2 separate regions of the Mus musculus genome follow, and region 2 is linked to region 1. A link is a contact called in public promoter capture Hi-C data. All regions are on one chromosome and are shown on one strand. The core of a region is the stretch at or near the end of the contact, and the rest is flanking DNA. Distances in the headings are between cores, read along the strand shown. Region 1 holds the start of Abtb2 (ankyrin repeat and BTB (POZ) domain containing 2). Region 2 holds the start of Fbxo3 (F-box protein 3).

Evidence for each region. Promoter capture Hi-C pulls out the DNA fragments that hold promoters and counts their contacts.
Region 2: a promoter capture Hi-C map of embryonic stem cells shows a contact between it and region 1, with 14 read pairs. The contact joins the promoter of Fbxo3 here to the promoter of Abtb2 in region 1. A contact is called at or near these places in 9 of 39 promoter capture datasets (the HPC-7 cell line, HPC-7-derived erythroid cells, embryonic stem cells and 4 more), 5 of 484 Hi-C or Micro-C datasets (CD4 T cells, CD8 T cells, Th1 cells and 2 more), 5 of 115 datasets of contacts at active chromatin or transcription factors (astrocytes, bone marrow-derived macrophages, embryonic forebrain and 2 more) and 4 of 9 other capture datasets (adipose tissue, embryonic stem cells, liver and 1 more).

The regions. Positions count from the first base shown.
Region 1 is chr2:103,563,641-103,568,413 of GRCm38.p6, forward strand. Abtb2 (ankyrin repeat and BTB (POZ) domain containing 2) reads left to right here and starts at 2,670. Exons shown (of 17, transcript NM_178890.3): 1 at 2,670-3,969. The coding sequence starts at 3,087.
Region 2 is chr2:104,025,078-104,029,447 of GRCm38.p6, forward strand. Fbxo3 (F-box protein 3) reads left to right here and starts at 2,722. Exons shown (of 11, transcript NM_212433.1): 1 at 2,722-2,889. The coding sequence starts at 2,786. It overlaps 4931422A03Rik (RIKEN cDNA 4931422A03 gene), which reads right to left and starts at 3,284. Exons shown (of 5, transcript NM_175161.3): 1 at 2,701-3,284; 2 at 2,145-2,210; 3 at 1,053-1,135. The coding sequence starts at 2,146.

The DNA of each region.
Region 1 (4,773 bases), core at 1,420-3,919:
GCTTGCAGGCTCTATATGCAGAGAGAGAGCGCACTCATATACATAAATAAATAACTCTTTAAATTGTGCCATGCAGCCTTATATATTCGCCCACTAGCCTAAAGTTTATCATACTCCAACTTTACCTTCACAGTGACCTAGTCAAGAGGACACAGTAGCTAAGATAACTGCTAAATTTGTCAATGATGATCCACAAACTTACCTAAAACTGGGCCATTCTTCAATGCTCAGACTGTAATCTACCTTTCTCATAAACAGTTTGACTTATATTTAGATAGCTCAGATTATAATCCCTCACTTTCAAGGTAAATTTTAGGGCATTTTGTACTCTAATTTCCAGATTTTTTTAAATTTATGTTTTAAATAACAAAATAGGGGATTTCACCCAAGGATTACCTAAAGCTACTTCCTTTGTATGATTATTGGCATGAACAATCCTAGATCTAGGTGGTGTATGTGTGTGTGTGTGAGAGAGAGAGAAAGAGAGAGAGAGAGAGAGAGAGAGAGAAAGAGAGAGAGAGAGAAAGAAAGGTGTTTGTGAAGGCCAAAGGTGCTGGAGTTACAGACTATCCAATGTGGGTATTGGAAGTTGAACTTGGGTCTTCTGCAAAGGCAGTATGGACTCTTAATCACTGACCTACTTTTCTGGCCCAATGCTTTAAATTAACTTCTAAATTAAAAACCTAAGTATGTTCTATAGCTTGTGAATGGTTGATGTATCTTCTAAGTATCGTTTAATGTACAGAGCTGCTCTTTCTTCCCTCGATTTTCTTGCTATCTCTTAAAGAAATCCAGTTATTTGTCTAGGACCCTTGTGGGGCAGTTTAACACCCATGAAAGTCCGGGATTTCATTCTTGGTGTGTTTCTCTTTTTATCCTCTTTTTGGGGTTTTGTCAAAACCCAGGCTGGCTTCAAGTCAGCCCTCCTGCTTATCTCCTCGGTCCTGAGGTTACAGATATGAATAACCACATCTATATCCAAATTGGGCATGTTTATCTTTACATTTTAAGTCATCATGTGATTTAAATACACCAATACAAATATCCCATATTTTGTGTAAGAAGCACTCCAAATCACCTTTTTAGTTAATGTACCTTCCCAGTCAGCCTTTTGAAGAAAATGAACAAAGAAAAAAAAAAATTACTTCCTCTGGATATCCACTAGAGGACGATATTTCCTTTATTATATTTCTCATAATGGGTATTAAATCCATCAAACGGTTTTTCGTGTTTTCTGACAAGTTGAACCTCTAATTTAACTTCTAATTTCGCCTCTATAAAATGTGACTCTGTTAATTTGATGACTTATGCCTTGCACAGTACTTCCGTCCTTGACTCTGTTTCCAATTCTATGGCATCAGGAGGCAACGTCTCATGTACCCCAGGAAAGGAAAAAATTAAGTAAAACTGCCAAATAAAAAATCGCTTTATGGGGAAAGGGATCATTAATTTAAGGAAAGAGACAAACCAGACTTTTCTAGTTCGTATCCAACTCACGGCCCAAGGTCAGAACTGTAAAGTACAGCACAAAGGAGCTATTCAGGAGCTGGCGAAGAGGACTTGGGACGAACGTTGTGCACAATCCGCGCTTTGATTTTGCAGTCCTGCTGGAGGGGGGCTGGTGCACGCTTGTGCACGTGCGTGTGAATAGTTATGGAGGAGCAGCTGGTCCTCCGAGAGCTGGGCGTGGATCTATGCAATCAGTAGCTCTCTAGCGAGCCGCTTGGGGTGCACCTGGGCGCTACTGGAAGGACAGCAATTCACTGTACCCAGGAGGCACCGAGTCCCGAGGGGGAAGAAGACCTGCGGACCCGCACATCATGCCAGCAAGTCCTTAAAAGGGAACACCTGCATGCACGAGGTGTTCAGCGCAGGTCCTCGTTTTTCATCTGGTTCCTTGCAGGCACTCCCTCCCACCTTGGACAAAAAGGATCCGCCTGATAGTACACCGGTAGGAGGAAAGCCGTTCATTCTTTAGGTTTGGACTCCCACCTCCTAGATAATCCTTGGAAAACAGTGGACTGTAACAGTGGATACAGGGGTGTGATCACAGGCCTCTGAGTGCCGGGCTATTTTCAGGTCCCAGTTTAAGATAGTCTGTTTCGATTGGAGCCTAAAGTCAATATAAACAAAACTAGATAGATCTGAGAAGAGAAGCAGAGGTGCTCCCCTGCCCTCCAAACATAAATAGCTTTTCATTTCTCAAAAGAGAAGGAGGAGGGGCTTGGTAGAAAGTCGACAAGAAAGGTGAGTCGGGTCTCCTCCCAGTTTTCTTTTCCTACTGCCCTGGGCTGGGTGCTCACAGCTTTACAAGGAGCTGCCTGCCTAAGTCTAAAGCATAGAAGGCGGGAAAGGGACAGCACATAGGGGCTTTTCCTTTTCGTTTATCTTTTAATCCTCAGCGCTGGGGCCTGTTTTCGGGTTCCCCCGGCTTTCTGGGTCTCTGCGCCCCACCTCCTTGCCAGCTCGCTCGCTTGTTCTCCCCACCCAACCCCCTCAGCCATACCCACCCGCTACACCCCATTCTCGGTGATTTGCATATTTCCCGCCCCTCTCGGAAACCATTGGCATAGCCCTTGCCCGGCGTGGCTGATGATTGGTGAACCGCCCGGGTGTATTTGCATGCGGGCCGCTCCAGAGGACCTATCTGTGTCTGTAACCCGCGCCCCGTAGAAGTTTGTGGAGCGCTTTCTCAGCGGCTGGTCCCAGACGGACCTCGGGCGCCTCGCTCTTCGGTGGCCGCCCCGTTTTCTCGGGATTCTTTCTGTGGTGATGGACTCTCCGGACGCTCTGTAAGGGAAGCTGAGAGCTGGCGGCGCGAGTTCAGAGGAGGAGGGCTGGGAAGTCCGTTCGCTGACAGCGGCGCGACTGAACGCGGACGGCGTCGGGCTCCGGCCGGCTGAGAGCTTCGCCTACCTTCCCGCGGCCTGTGCGCGGGCGATGCTGCGGCCCCGAGGCGCGGCGCGGCGAGCACGGAGGGCGCCTCCGAGAGCCTAGAGCTGGTTTCCGCCCCCTTCCCCCGGGGCAAGTGGGCATGGAACAGTGAGAGCCCCTCGCTCGGCGAGGCCGCGCGCGGAGGCTCCCCCATGGCCGGGACATACAGCTCCACATTGAAGACTCTGGAGGACTTGACCTTGGACTCCGGGTATGGGGCCGGCGACTCCTGCCGCTCGCTCAGCCTTTCGTCTTCCAAGTCCAACTCGCAGGCGCTCAACTCTTCGGCGCAGCAGCACCGCGGGGCGGCCTGGTGGTGCTACTCCGGCTCCATGAACAGCCGCCACAACAGCTGGGACACGGTGAACACAGTGCTGCCCGAGGATCCCGAAGTGGCCGACCTCTTCTCCCGCTGCCCGCGGCTCCCGGAGCTGGAGGAGTTCCCTTGGACCGAGGGAGACGTGGCCCGGGTGCTCCGCAAAAGCGTCGGCGGCCGGAGGCTGCCCTCGTTCTCCGCCGAGGCTGTGAGACGCTTGGCCGGACTCCTCCGCCGGGCGCTCATCCGCGTGGCCCGGGAGGCGCAGCGCCTTAGCGTGCTGCACGCTAAGTGCACCCGCTTCGAGGTGCAGAGTGCGGTGCGCCTGGTGCACAGCTGGGCGCTGGCCGAGAGCTGCGCACTGGCAGCGGTCAAGGCGTTGTCCCTCTACAGCATGAGCGCTGGGGATGGGCTGCGCCGCGGCAAGTCGGCGCGCTGCGGCCTCACTTTCTCCGTGGGCCGCTTCTTCCGTTGGATGGTGGACACTCGCATCTCCGTGCGCATCCATGAGTACGCGGCCATCTCGCTAACGGCTTGCATGGAGAACCTGGTGGAGGAGATCCGGGCCAGGGTGCTGGCGAGCCAGAGCCCAGATGGCGGAGGGGCAGGAGGTGGAGAGGTATCCGCTGAGGCCTTGGAGATGGTCATCAACAACGACGCCGAGCTCTGGGGAGTCCTGCAACCCTATGAGCATCTCATCTGTGGCAAGAACGCCAATGGTAAGCACGAGGGGGGTGTGGGTGAAGGGAACCTTGACCTACAGGCTGGGTGGGCCACCCCAGGAGTGGATTTTCTTAGGAGCAAGCTGTGAAGTGAACCACCGGAATTCTGGGAGAATTCTTAAGTGGAAATCTTGTCAAAGGTTGTTTTAGGTGTCTAACTTTTGAGGATAAAGTTGTGGTTAGTGTTCTGTTGACTGTACACTAATTGAGTGAGAATGGGTGCGTGGACCAAACTACTCCTGAACCCTCTAAAGTGAGTCTTGCTGCCCTGCTACGGTTTTCCCTGTTAGTTGGATCTCTAGGAGTCTATTTTCACCTCACCATAGGTAGATTGTGGTTCTTCTGGTGTTGTCTCAGCACTGTGGCAGCAAGCAGCCCAGGGGTCTGTACTCTCAACACCTGAGCCTTGGATAAATGGGATGGGTAGATTAGAATGGAGAGCCCAGTTTCTGGTGCTGCACCCTGGGCTTAATGGTGCTCATAGTCAGGCCTCTTGACAGGAGGTGGAGGGAGAGCTCCCAGCTCTTAATACTATGTGCCCAGAGGTGAGGGAAACCAGAGACTCTTGAGTCTGCTTCCCAGAAAGAGCCACACGCTGGCTTCTGGGGCTGAATTTTCCAGCTGTCATTAGCCAAGTAAGCATTTGATTAAAACCTCATGTTAAATTAAATGCACAACCTTTTAGGCTTTCCTGAAAGGAAAGATGACAGGCTCAGTAAACCGCATTATGGGAATGGAGTGTGGGGGATGGGCAGCTGCACGGCGCGGAGTCTAGAAAACTAAGCACTGGGTAGCTGCACC
Region 2 (4,370 bases), core at 1,472-3,971, 460 kb after region 1:
CAGCAACTAATTCTGGGCCATAGTTGTACACTACTCATCCAGCTGGCTGCTTTTTGAGTGCCAGTGTCAGCTCCGCCATCTTCATTCACCCCTGAATTTTTCTCCTTCTCCCTGTTTTCCGCCGTAAAGCATAAACACACTCCGGGAGGGATTTTCCTGGGCTCTGCTGAGGACGACCTCTTTTGTCCTGTTCACCAGGCAGCTTATCATCCCAGCTTGTTCTGGTGATGGCGTCCTAATTGTGATCCTCTCTTCTCTTCGTGTCCTGGCCTCCCAAGTGCATGGACTACCTCATTACAATCAGGAGAGTGTCCAAACCCCTCAGCATTGAGACAAGGTTGCAGGTGGTACACAACCTGCAGTTCATGGCCCAGTGGTATACAGCTCTGGTACTGTTTGGTAGAAATACAAATTGGGGGCTGGGGACTAAAAACATTATAGCACACTTGACAGCACTGCCTTACCTCATACTCTCTCAAGCCAACCGTAGCTCCCAGCTTTCTTGTCCCACTAAGAAGGGCTCTTAGGTTGGAAAAAGGAAGATGTAATAAATACCAGAAAGTACTCGTGGCTCCTAAAAGACGGTGTTTTTATAGATGGAGAGAGGACACCTGTAGGCTATCATTTTAGAAGGATTCTTTAGAACTTGTTCTCAGTCAGTTCCTGCCCCACCTCCAAACAAGAACTTCTAGGCCTCTTAAGGAAGGGGGAATTAAGGATTAAAAAATGAATAAAAGCATGCATTTAGAGGTATATTTCCCTCCTTTTGGCCCCAAGTTTCAGTATGGAACTGTGTGATCTTGTGTTCATTTAAAATTTTAGTATTTTGTTCAGAGTTCTAGTTAGCATTAACTGTCAGTTTGACACAGCCTAGAGTGCTCTCTAGGGCTACTTGGGTTTGTCTCCTCCCCAACCAAACGTTATGGAGTGACCCTTCCACATTCTAAAGAGCAGAGCCAGTACTGTGTTCCTGTCAGTACTCTCCAGGCTTCAGGGCCAAGATCTTGTCCGTGGTAAGATAGGAATTGTGAATTAATGCCAGAAGGACTTACTGGAACATGGAACAGTCAAGCCACGTAAGTGACTGACCTGTGACGTCTTTTGGATTTCCCAAGCCTCTCTCACCACACAACCCCTGTGAAACAAACAGAAAAGAATTTACTCCTTGTTCACCACCCATCATACCTGTTCCACACCCACCCTCCATAGCATCTTTACAAAGCTGAAGAATTGCACCTTCCCGTCCTACAGTGGTCTCATTCACTTCAGCCCCCATGCTTGGGGTACTAAATCCAAATTTATAAAATAAAATGTAAAGAATTCAATTTCCTTACTTTTTACTTGTAGGCTGAGAATTTGCCATGTCAACCAAGTTAAAGTAGTTGAGAGAAACTCGTCAGAAGGGCAGGCTATATCATACCCTCCTCTGTCTTGATGTTAGAAATAAATTTGAGGGCTGGAGAGATGGCTCAGCGGTTAAAAGCACTGACTGCTCTTCCAGAGTTCAAATCCCAGCAACCACATGGTGGCTCACAACCATCTGTAATGAGATTGGATGCCTTCTTCTGATGTGTCTGAAGACAGCTACAGTGTACTTACATATAATAAACAAATCTTTAAAAAGAAGGAAAGAAGAAAGAAAGAAAGAAAGAAAGAAAGAAAGAAAGGAAGAAAGGAAGGAAGAAAGAAAGAAAGTTTGAGGTTGAAAATTGTTGGGAGCTGACTCTTAGCAGAAACTACTACCATCTCTGCAGCCATCGCGGGCTATTTACTTACAGGTTGGTACTTTTCCACCCTGATGAGAGACTTGTTTTCCTAGCATGATGTTTTTGCAAGCAGCCCACCACAGCTGAACACACTATAATAATATCCTGTTTTTCTCAGACACATCCTGGACTCCCCAGCTTGTGCTTATATACCCTGTCTTGTTTCCATTCTTCGAATCTCTTGCCCCTCCATCCCCACTCTCTCCCTTGCAGACAGACCTGCAGGCCGGTTCAGAAAAGAAAGAGACCACCACTCCAACTATTGTGTCTAGACAAGACAAATTTATGTTTATCAAGAGGGTGTGCTCAGAAGGTTAAAAAGAATCAAATTCCTTGTCCTAAACACAAGTTTTATAGCACTTGGTGGAAAATACTCACATTTGATTATTTCTTACACTTAAGTAGTTGGAAGAAACTTTCTCTGGGACCAGTAGGTTTAGAAGCCTGGTGGTAAGGGCTTGGGCAATTAACATTTGTTGGACAAGGAATTTATCCAGAGGTCATTTTCGGTTTTTTTGAAGGACAGTTTTTTGCCTTGTGGGCCATGGAAGAATTATAACCTCCCTATCATTTCAAAGTTGGAATGCCTTCCCCTGTGTCTCTTTCCCCATCATTCCTTCCTTGCTAAGTGGACAGGGCTCAGAGCAGCAATTCCGAGTGCAGGTGGGGGTGAGTGGCAATGGGAGTCCGAGGCTGGCAACAGAGACCATGGATTGGAAATGAAGCAATGGGTTTGGGACCCAAAGGCCAGGTAGGGTTAGTGTAAGATTTAGGGAGAGGCTTTGAGGATACGAGATATAAAATGCGTGGAAGAAGAGACCAAAGACTCAGAAACAGACTGGCAGGGACAGCAGCGCCCCCGCAGGGCTGACCGCGGGGTGGGCGGGGCATCCCGGGGGCGGGGCTGGGGCCGGGTGACAGTTACATAACTAACCTGTGCTAGCGGCCGCCGAGCGGTTCGGGCGGCGGGGGCGGGGGCGGGGCCGGGGTGGTGCCAAGGCTGCAGCGGGCCGGGCAAGATGGCTGCCGTAGAGGCCGAGACGGGGCTGCTGACCCTGGAGTCGCTGCCCACCGACCCTCTGCTGCTCATCTTATCCTTCGTGGACTACAGGGACCTAATCAAGTAATGGGGCGGTGCTCTCGGCAGGGGTGGGAACGTGGAAGGAGGCAGGGAAGGAGGCCCGGGGTCGCTGGCTGGACGTGGGCTCCCTCCGCAGCAGGGTGACTGCAAGGCGGCCGTTATCCCGCATAGCGCCCCGGGGGGCTGAAGGAGACTCGGGGGAGCGGTCTGGGCATCCAGGTCTTACCCCTGCCCAGGCCTAGGTCCCCGGGAACTTAGCGCCCTCTCCCTCAAGCCTCGGCTAGGCCGGGTTGCGGAAGAGAGAGGTGGCTCCCTGGTCCTGCACCCCGCGGACCCTCGCTGGCCCTTTGGGGCCTGGTCTAGCGCTGTGGAAAGGCCACTGTCTCGGCCCACGCGCATCCCTGTCGCGCCTGGGGTCCCTGATGACCAGAGCCCTCGTGGGCAGGTAGAACGCGCGCGAGAAGGCCTGCGACCTTCTGACTCTGATGCCATCGTGATCGCGGGCAGCATACACTTTGTCTTGTGTCGGCGACTTTTTTGGCTGTCAGTTTCCCTTTTTATGGTGGGTGGTTGGATTTTGGGTTTTGTCACCGACTTCCGGTGAGGCCTTACAGGTGACTGCAGTTACCTTAGGGTTTCCCAGATGACCAGCATTTACTCCAAAAATAAACACCGGGCATGCGAGAATTCTTTCAGAAACCAGGACTGTTTTAGCGTGGAGGGACAAATGGTCCTGCCGTGTGCCCCTTTCTTGTCACCCTCACCCCCTGTGTCAGGATTGTTTACATTCTTGACCGCATAGCCTGGGTTTCTTGTGCTTCCGTATATATTTGTGGAGGCTGCAAAATGGCCCTCTCACATGGGGAAGACACACTTTTGGTTTTTGCTTCATTACTGGAATCTGGGCATCTATGTCCTCTGTTTTTAGGGGCCTTTAAGAGGTACAGATTTCTTGGAGTTACAGGTAGCTAAGTGGTGGCAGAGATATTTCCTGGGTTTTCTGTTATGGCCTCCACTCGTACCTGCTAAGACATTTGTCTTTCCAAAAAACACACTTCCCCCTACTCAGCCTGTACTAACACACAGAAAGTTTTTCTGTAGGAAAGGTTGGCCAGCTCAAATGTATTTCATCTGAAATAGTTTATTGCTATAACTTCTTATTTAGATAGCCTTCTTTCTTTGCTTGCTTGCTGCCAGAGTTACCTTCTAAAGACCAATCTGGCTGTCATTTTTCTTAAAAGCCCATGACATCCCTGTTTACAACACTGGACCCTGAACTTCTGCAGTATTTAAGGCCCTTACCCAATAGCTTATTATCTAAGGCCTTTCAGGCCTCTCCTCCACTATCATATTTTCTCAGCCCATCAGATGGCACAACACTCGCACATGGTTGTGTATGCTCAGTTCCCTGTCCGGAATACTTCACTCTCCTCAGTTTAGCAACCTTACTCTCCCACTATCTTCTCCAACTAGAGTTTGTAGTAATAAAGTGTGCATTGCTAGAGTGTAAAGATATTTATTTT